Linked DNA regions of Hordeum vulgare: region 2 is linked to region 1. Evidence: chromatin contacts called from public Hi-C data. All regions are on one chromosome and are shown on one strand. Each heading gives the region's core, a stretch centred on a gene start, on an enhancer-like site or on the middle of the called end of the contact. The rest is flanking DNA. Distances are from core to core; before and after follow the strand shown. Region 1 holds the start of LOC123449528 (40S ribosomal protein S27). Region 2 overlaps LOC123449531.

Region 1 (4,669 bases), core at 985-3,484:
ACATAGAGGACAAACATCATCCACCCATATGTTCCGGTGCTTGAGCACATGAGTTGTAAGCATCGAGTGGTGGGCAAGGCGCCACAGAAAAATTCTGATCTTGGAAGGGACCTTTAACTTTCGAAGGAAGCACCACGAGCTGAGAATGAGACGATCCACTTCTACCTTGCACCCATTCTTCCCGTTGTAGTTTGTTTTCTCTCCCCCTTTTTGCATCCCCACCAAAACTTCTGGATGATTGATTCTACGTGATCGCATAAGGCTCTAGGGAACTTGAAACAAAACATAGAGTAGACTGAAATCGCCTGAGCCACTGACTTTATGAGAACGTCCTTCCCTCCTACAGGGAGGCATTTGCTCATCGAACCTTTAACGTTCTTCCAAACTCTATCACTCAAATATTTGAAAGTGCCCTTATTTGAGTGGCCAACATCAGTCGGCATACCCAAGTACCTCCACTCAAGGATTCGTTAGGGATTTGAAGAAAGCCTTTCACTGCATTACATACTATCTCCGAGCATCCCCTCCTGAAGTATATAGAAGATTTTTTCCTGTTGATACGCTGACCCGAAGCCATATAATATCTCTCCCTAATAATAAAGCAAATACGGTTTCTGATCGTCCGTCATGGAAATTACCCTTAAAGTTTGCATAAATTACCCACTATGCCACCGGTAAGTAATAGAAAACGTTTCACAAAGCACAAAATCTTGGACTGGGCCGGCCCATGTAAAAACCTGATATATTATGCTCTGCATGCTGGTAGAATATCCAGCACACCATATGGGCCGGCCCATGCACAGGGGCCTGCTTTTAGTTCCGTTTATTTATTTAATTTCAATTCTGTTTTAATTTTTGTATTATAAATAATTTAGAACTTCAAATAATCTTTAAATTTTTAATAAACTGAAAATTACAAATGAACATATTTTAAAAAATAAAATGTTTGTGACTTCAAAAACTGCTCAGAGTTCTGTAAAAAATGCTCGCATATACAATAAAATGTTTGCAATTTTAGAAAAATGTTTATACAATAAGAAAAGTCCATGATTTCAAATACAATTCCATGTATTAAAAATTATTAAAGGCATTTAACAAAATGCTTTCTAATTCAAAATATGTTAATGCATTTAAAAAATGTCTTAAAATTTTAAAAATAGCTAATGCGTGTTTTGATAGTTTCTTTTTTATTTATAATTAGGATTTAAAAAACTTTGGCATATTAAAAATAGGAATTTTGAACTAAAATGCTGACGAAAACATAAAAAGGTTTGTGGATTCAAAAAAAACGCTGGTTTTTTCTATTTTTTTGCAAATTCCAAAACAATGTCCATGAATTTAATAAATATATTACTGATTTATAAAAATGTTTTTTATTCTGAAAAACTTCATGCGTTTCAAAAAATGTTTGTGAATTTACAATAAAATCCTCCAACATAAAAAATTATGTTCATCTTTTTTTGAATTGGTCGCCAATTCAAAAGAAAATATTTAAACCCGTTCGAAATATAAAAAATATTTACGATTTTTAGTAAATGTTTGTAAATTGTAAAAAATGTTCTCGATTTTAAAATTGTTTCCATATTTGTAAAATTGTTCACGAAAGATCGAATGTATGTAGTTAAACATTAATGCTTCTAAGTCTTTATGACAATATACCTGTATGAATTTTGAAAAAATAACTGTTGGATGGATCGAATTATTATTGTATGTTTTTTATAAAAAAATCTTGAAATTCAGAATAAATCTTTGAGTTATCAAGATTTTTGACAACCATGATATATATTTTTTGAAAATGTAAAGATTGCTTCAACTTGTGAATAATTTAAAAGAAGATACATTTTCTTGCATTTATGCACAAAATTTTAAAATCAAACGATGATATGTGAACATAATGTGGTCACCATCATTGAAGATTATGTTTTTTTTCTTCCGTGTCAACGCACGGGCCATTTTGCTAGTGAATTCAAAAGGTTTGATACCTCCTCTGCTCCACTAATACTCGCGTTGAAGAACAAAGAGGCTGTCATGCGCGAATAAAAGATGATTGGTTGCGCGCCATGGCCAGCCCAGGGCAATCCATGCGTATCAGCCCTATCCCTGACTGCCAAGCCCAGCCCATGAGCTGAACAGGCCCATGGCCGCACCGCCGCACGAAACCAGATCAAACGGGCGGCACGACGGACGGCCCAGATGCACCGAGCCTACTAATAAAGCCACGAAGTCCCCTCAACCACGGTCTCAAGCCCTAGCCCCTCCACTCCTCTCCCCCGCCGCCACCCCGTCCCTGCATCCTCTCCCACGCCAAGACCGCCGCCGCCGCCGCCGCCGCTCGTCAAGATGGTACGCCGACGACAGATCGTGGCCTTCCCCCCCTTCAGTTTTAACCGATTGCTTGCTCTTTCGTTTGATCCGAGGCTTACGCATCTCTTGCTGTGTATCGGAGCAGGTGCTCCAGAACGACATCGACCTCCTCAACCCGCCGGCGGAGCTCGAGAAGCTCAAGCACAAGAAGAAGCGCCTCGTGCAGTCCCCCAACTCGTTCTTCATGGTACGTGCGCTTCAGATCATGTACGATCGATCTAGGGGTTCCCGTTCCTCTGATTGCTCTCCTGCCCCGTCCCCCGCCCCTAATTATCTTCTTGTCTTTGCGTTCCTTGTGTGCAGGATGTCAAGTGCCAGGGCTGCTTCAACATGTAAGAGCTTGTGACCTCTTCTTTAGTCATGTGCTTATTTAATACACAGTAACTGTAAGATGGTGGATTGGATTCTTGACTTGGGAACTTGATTTGAATTTTTGGGCTATAAATAATTTAGTAGTTTGCTCTGCTTTAAGCATGGCTTAGAGGTTAGGTTTATGCACATAGAACTGCCTAATGTATGAGAAAATATGTAGATTTAGCAACATGTGCATCTTGTACTGTGTCATAGTTCGCTGATGTGTTTGTCCTTTGCTATTGCTGCCGTTGGTACTCAATGTTAACGGCTAGTTATTCTGCTTAATTTGCCAAGCTGGGTTAGTTTGTGTGCAGTTACTGAACATAACACACCTCGCCTGATGATATGTCCGCTCAAATTGTTGAGCTGATTGCTAATTTCGAATATCATCCTTTGTCATCCTTCAGTTCATTTTGTTTGTCTGGCCCTGACTTACATTATATTTACCAACCAATTCCAGTTTATTCGTTATGGCCGAAGCTTGCTCTGCTTCATCCACATACCATATATCTGCACCATGATGAATTGATGTGATAATTAATGTTTTGAACTTTGTATTGCCTTGATCACAGAACGACTGTGTTCAGCCACTCTCAGACCGTGGTGGTGTGCCCGGGCTGCCAGACGGTGCTCTGCCAACCCACCGGTGGAAAGGCGAGGCTCACCGAGGGATGCTCCTTCCGCCGGAAGGGTGACTAAGTTGCACGCCTGTTTATGGGAAAATGAAGCCCCACTGAACGTTACTTTTGAAGTACTCCTAGTTATCCCCGATGTGTACTGGTCAAATTTTGTTAATTATGCTTGCCCGTTTGCCAGCCTGAACGTTGTAGCAACTTGTTCTATGTCATGCACTTCCTTGAATCGCCTGTTGTTGGTTCTTCTGTTTGTCTGGCTACCTGGCAAGTCCGTTTAGTTTGTTGCTGCATTCTCTTCAGTGTTCAAAATACGGTCTGTATTCTGTCATGTCCTGGGTCTCGATCAGATATCATGGATTTATTCTGTCCTTGAGCTGAAGTTGAAGAAGATGAGCAACTCCGCGTGAGCATGCTTACACTTTCTTGTAAGCGCACATATATTTTTCTTTTGTAACGTCCTGTGGTTTTTCTACATGGTGCTAACTTTGTGATCACCCGCTGACCCGCATCGTGGCTCAACTAAGAGCATCTCCAACAGCCGTATAGCGCAAAGTTTAAAATCAGCCTGCTTCATGGCATAAAAGTTTAAAATCATGCCACATCGCGTCAACATTCAATCAAGTTCATGACATAAAAGTTCACACAAACAAATGGCACATCAACAATCGTCAACATTCAAGTTCATGACATAAAAGCTCACATAAACAAATGGTACATCAACAATGGTGTCCCGTGCTACATTCAAGTTCATGACATAAAAGCTCACATAAACAAATAGTACATCAACAATCGTGCCCCATGCTACATTCAAGTTCATGACATAAAAGCTCACATAAACAAATAGTACATCAACAATCCGCATGCTATCTTCGTCATTCTCTTCCTTCCATTTTTCATCCTCATTTGAAGACGATTCTTCTTCCTTTTTTAAGCACCCATATATGTCTCAACGTTAAAACTACAAAGTATATACAACAAAACAAATAACTATTTATATGTATCCATTTCAAAAACAACAACAACAAAAGGTGGGTAAAATCTATTTATATGTATCCATCAACAACAACAAAAGGTGCGTGAAATTTTACCTTACGGGCATTTCATTGAACACCTTGTGCACATCGGTCACTAGCGCAACACGCGAGCTCGTCGGCGCTTCGGTCGTCGCCGCATCCGTCGCATGCCCTGTAAGTCTCTTCTTCGGCCGCCTAAAGGAGCTGTCCGCCGCCTTGTTCTTCTTTCCGGACACCTTGCCCATCTTCGCCACGTCGAATTTGGGAGTTTAGAGAGGGGAGCACGTGGCTTCACGGCGGGCG
Region 2 (4,893 bases), core at 936-3,435, 480 kb after region 1:
AAACCTTGGGGCCATGGCTCTCTGGGACGACATGACGGCGCCCACCCTCGACGCTGAGCACTGGGATTGGGGCGCGAACACTACGCGCCTACGGGAGCAAATTCAACATGCCCAGGGCCGTTTCAAGAAGTAGGCAAACCGCCATCGCACGGAGCGCAGCTTCCAGGTGGGCGACTCCGTGCTCCTCAAGCTGCGGCCCTACGTGCAATCCTCCGTCGTCAACCAACAGCGTGCCAAGCTCGCCTACAAGTTCTATGGACCATTCAAGATTCAAGACAAGATCGATGCCCTTGCCTACAAGCTCCAGCTACCTTCGAACAGCCGCATCCACAACATCTTCCACGTCACCATATTGAAGCCGTTAAAACCCAACTGCGTCCCTGTCTTCGCTGAGCTACCGCGCCCTCCAGATTTGGCGACTGGCGACATCGAGCCCGTGGAGATCCTGGAGCGACGCATGGTCAAGCGAGGCAACAGCGCCCTCGTGCAACTACGGATCCGCTGGTCTTCTTCATCCCCAAGCACCACCTGGGAGGACTACGACACATTTCGATGGCGCTTTCCTTCGACGATCATCCGGCAGGACCAAGACACGAACGAACAAGTGGACCGTGCAGCAACTGACGAGCCTGAAGAACCTGAAGAGGAGGCTTTCTCTTAAGAAGAGGGGAGTGTCACACTAATGCAGTGGACAGCTGTGTGTAAGCAATGTGAGTGGAGGCCACTTGTCACGTGTCTGCCTATAAGTGTGGGTGTAGACAGAAGAGAGGCGTGTGTGATGTATGAGACTGAATCCTCACCTACCACTCTCTGCTCCTCACCTACCTTTCGATGTACCTCACCTCCTTCCTTCAATAAAGTGGACTTCGATCTCATCCCCTTTCCCCTTGTATCAATCCTCTGGATCAGCAGGTCGTTAGAGCAACTGCAACGGGGCGACCCATTTCGTCTGCCGTCGTCCGTTTGGGTCCGCGCAGACAAATGTGATGGCCCAACGCGAGGGCCCGTTGCCAAAACGCGTCCGCACCGACCCATTTCCGGCCCAAATTTGGGACTGAAACGCGAACACGAAGCGAACGCGCGCGCCCTTTTGGCGTCTGCCCCAACTACCCGCAGTCAACATAATTAATGACGGACACCCTCCCCGAACCCACGCGTCAGCGATCGCCGTCGGCCTTTTTAAATCCGAGTGTGCGGTGGGGTTCGGTTTCATCTACTTCTAGACCCTTGTCCCCATCTCGCCACCTCTCTGCTCACTCGTCGGCGACCAAACCCTACCAGTGGACCGGCTGCCTCCGCGAGTGGATCAACGCGCCGCCCATTTGGTTGGGCGTGACACTGCAACAGGAGGTCGCCTACCTCCAGCACTGGGGGCGCTTCACCTGGCGGAGGAAAGGAGGAGCGCGCATGTGCTGTGCTGCCACCGCCACCAACACAACCCGTGATGGCGAGACAGACGACGAAGGCGCACGCAGCGATGCTCTGAAACACAACGTTCCCCTGAGCTAGCTCTGCGCCGACGCTGGCTGACCTCACCTGCCCTGATGTCGACAACGAGGACTCCTAAGACAGCCTTCTAATTTAGGTCTTTTAATGTTTAATTAATGTAATGAGGACGCGTGGACTCTCGCCGACCTTCGTGGCCGACTTTAATGTTTAATTATTGTTTATTTTTTATTTTTATAAATGTTTGAAACCCTGATGTCAACGACGAGGACTCCTAGCGCAGCCTTGTAATTTAGGTCGCATGAACTCTCGCCGACCTTCGTGACCGGCTTTAATGTTTAATTAATGTTTGTTTTTATTTTTTGAAATGTTTGAAGAAAAAAAACACGCGTCGTCAAAATAGGTCGAAACAGCGTTGGATGCATGCGCCAACCCAAACGCCAGGTCGACCCAAACACAAAGCTGGTTCGATGCATGCGCCAACCCAAACGCAAAAAGTCCACCAGATCGACCCAAACACAAAAGCGAACGTTGGTTCCCGCCAGGAAACGTATCGGACGGTTGGAGTTGCTCTTACATGCACCTACCCGGTGAACGACCAGTCCACATGCTACCCGCGATTGCACACTGATGCCAGCGGCCGACTGTGGCGGGTCGCTCTGCCGCTGGGGTCGGCCCGCCACCCTCGATTTCCCTGGTGCAATGGCAGTTCCCACCCAACCCCGGCCAACTCCACCACCCTGCCCCTCGCTAGTATCAGGCCTAGCTCTGCATGTAACAAGTGCTCCACCCGCTTGTACTGGCAAAGGTGGGGAAAAACCTGGGTACGGAAATGAATAGTGAACTCTGACGGTGAAAAAGGAAAAAAACTGTTTCTAGCTGTTTTCGTTGCAGTGAATCGTAAGGTTGCTGGTGGGGTGCAGCATAGCTGCAAAAGGGGTGCATAGCCATGTGGCAATTCTGATACTAATTGCACAAAAAAAATAAACTAAAACTAACACCAAACAGCAAGATAACAAGCGACAGGAGGTCCAGGAGCAATAACTTTACGTGTTCGTCATGGCCAGCGAAAACAGGCTTCACAACATTCTGAGATAATACAACTTTGTCACTACAGATGATAAGAAACCCCCTCCCAGGAATTTGCAACAAAAAGAAAAATGACAGCATCCATTTTCTTTGATACCCCCCGCCCTTCGTCACACACAGTACAACATTCCTCCACATCGTAAGCACAAAAAAACCGTATATATTGATAAGCTTCTAGCAAATTCAGCAGCACTCATGAATAATTTCTCTGGGGCAGCACATGATCGAGTAGAGTTATCCCCGCTACAGTCCTCCACGGCAAAATCGCATTCGACAGGATATGGGGTCAGGCTATATCCAAAGTCCAAAAGGAAAATATATATATCACCACTTCTCTCCTTTTAGTAAAGGCTCGGACGACCATTTATTTAAGGCAGGGCTCGACAAAACCGACAGGCAAGTGCAACTGCTGAAATTACCACCATTATCCCCCATAGCTCAAAACGAATTTTGTATTCTATCGCTAACCTTCTCAGTCACCGGGAAAACCTATATCTCGGAAGACATGTTAACCACACCACGGCACAGCACAGCACAGCACAGCACCCTTGAACTTTGAAGAAAATTAATTTGCAGCTTCAAAGAAGAGCACTTGAGGTTGTAAATGACCTTTCTCACACATAATGACCACATCATCCCAGCTACCAATAACCTACACAAACAAGGAACAAATAAAAGATGATTTTTCTTGACTAGGTATAGGTAGGGTATAAAAAAAAGGAAGGGAGGTTTGCTTCAGTGGGTAGGTTTATATATCTTGTTACCTTAACAGTCTGGTCATCATACATGACCCAGTGCTCATCCTCGAAAGCAAAGCAATGATAATGCTGCCCATAGTAACAAACCTGCATGTGTAAGAAATATCAAAATACAACTCACGTTAGATGCTTTAGCTGATACGTTTCAATACTCTTGAATTACTGGATATACAGAAATACAGTGATAGTTCATGCCTGCTACAATTACGTGTCCTGATACAATGGTTTAGAGATGACCAAGCAAATATCAGTTCCTATTCAAAATCTAACTTGAATGGATGCTCCGTCTTACCACAAAATGCAGAATAACAGGAACTGACTTGGGTAGCTGGCTACTGCAGGTAATGTGGTACACAAACATGACATTGAACTGCCTCATGTGATTCACAGAAACTGATTTGTAAAATATGAGTTGTTTAGCAGTAGTAGCAGCATATTATAGCTACTTAAGTGGTACTCCCTCCGTAAAGAAATACAAGTGTTTAGATCACTAAAATAGTGATCTAAACGCTCTTATATTTCTTTACAGAGGGGGTACTAGATATACTGCCTCTACTGCAATAGAAAGGAATCCCAACAGAATATGCTCACTGCTTGCTCTTTGTACTGACAGGCATAGCTTAGCCTTCTCAATAACTCAGCAATATGCAGTAACACATACACATATGATACAGCGAGCTCTGAGGGTAAAATAATAACTACCCATACATATTTACATTTTTTGTAACTTAAGTCCATCCTGTAGTGCATAGTGCAAATACAACAGGAACACTAGAAATCTTTTAGAGCTACATGTCTGACTTGCACCATAAGCAGAACACATTTACTGCAGGTTTAAGGAAGCAGCAACTAACAGTACCATCAGATGTCCATTCAAAATGGGAAAGAACATAACAGGAATTAGTAGCCATACCACTGACACAAGAAAATGTTTGCTTCCTCGATCTAGACCACGGTAGAAAACACTGATGTCTATCTCAGTCGAAATACCAGCCAAGGTTGCAGCTATGTCATCAACACTCTCTTTGCTGTTCTGCCATCCCAAAACTGAAAAGTGAAATTGATGGGTAAGTGATCCGAGTCAATAAATGATTTTGTCGAACACGGGACATGCAAGAACTTGTACACACGCAGACTCACACATAAATGAATAGCAAATGTAGAGGATATGCAGGAGAAGGATTTAGTAGAGGTTCTTTTATTGATGATGGTAAACTAAATAGTGAAGCAGGCAATCCTACAATACTAAAATGCATCTTAAGAGAGTATTACACGAACATCTTTTAGAACTACTGGACTAAAAATGAATAATTGCATGTGAATGTATGTTTTACATGCAAAATGAAAAAGCGGCTTACCAACTGTAAAAACATGAGGGGAACTAGAAAGAATGTGGTGTATATGATTCGGTTTTCCGCAACCGCCAACGTCAGGATCACAAGCTAGCTGATCATTCATTATCACAGTCTTCAAAAGATCATCAAATGGATCTAGGCACATCATCTGTAGCATGGAAAAAAAATCAATCAAAGCATATCATGAACCATAGAATACAGAGCAGACCCAATATAGACCCCTCATCTCTTTTCCAAGATCAATT

The links. A called contact is a pair of places that touch in the nucleus more often than the background predicts.
Region 2: a Hi-C map of seedling shows a contact between it and region 1, with 3 times the contacts expected there. The contact joins the enhancer-like site here to the promoter of LOC123449528 in region 1. A contact is called at or near these places in 2 of 6 Hi-C or Micro-C datasets (leaf and seedling).

What each region holds. Positions count from the first base shown.
Region 1 is chr4H:561,899,345-561,904,013 of MorexV3_pseudomolecules_assembly, forward strand. LOC123449528 (40S ribosomal protein S27) reads left to right here and starts at 2,235. Exons shown (of 4, transcript XM_045126779.1): 1 at 2,235-2,343; 2 at 2,450-2,551; 3 at 2,668-2,696; 4 at 3,291-3,579. The coding sequence starts at 2,341. The coding sequence ends at 3,417.
Region 2 is chr4H:562,377,951-562,382,843 of MorexV3_pseudomolecules_assembly, forward strand. It overlaps LOC123449531, which reads right to left. Exons shown (of 14, transcript XM_045126782.1): 11 at 4,652-4,796; 12 at 4,207-4,340; 13 at 3,300-3,380; 14 at 2,477-3,187. The coding sequence ends at 3,101. Among protein-coding and RNA genes, the nearest start is that of LOC123449531, 10 kb to the right of the region's middle. Within about 2 kb of position 2,186, at least 3 of the 3 cell types and tissues checked have open chromatin away from gene starts, as enhancers often do. A contact at or near this core is called in leaf and seedling, where this site is marked.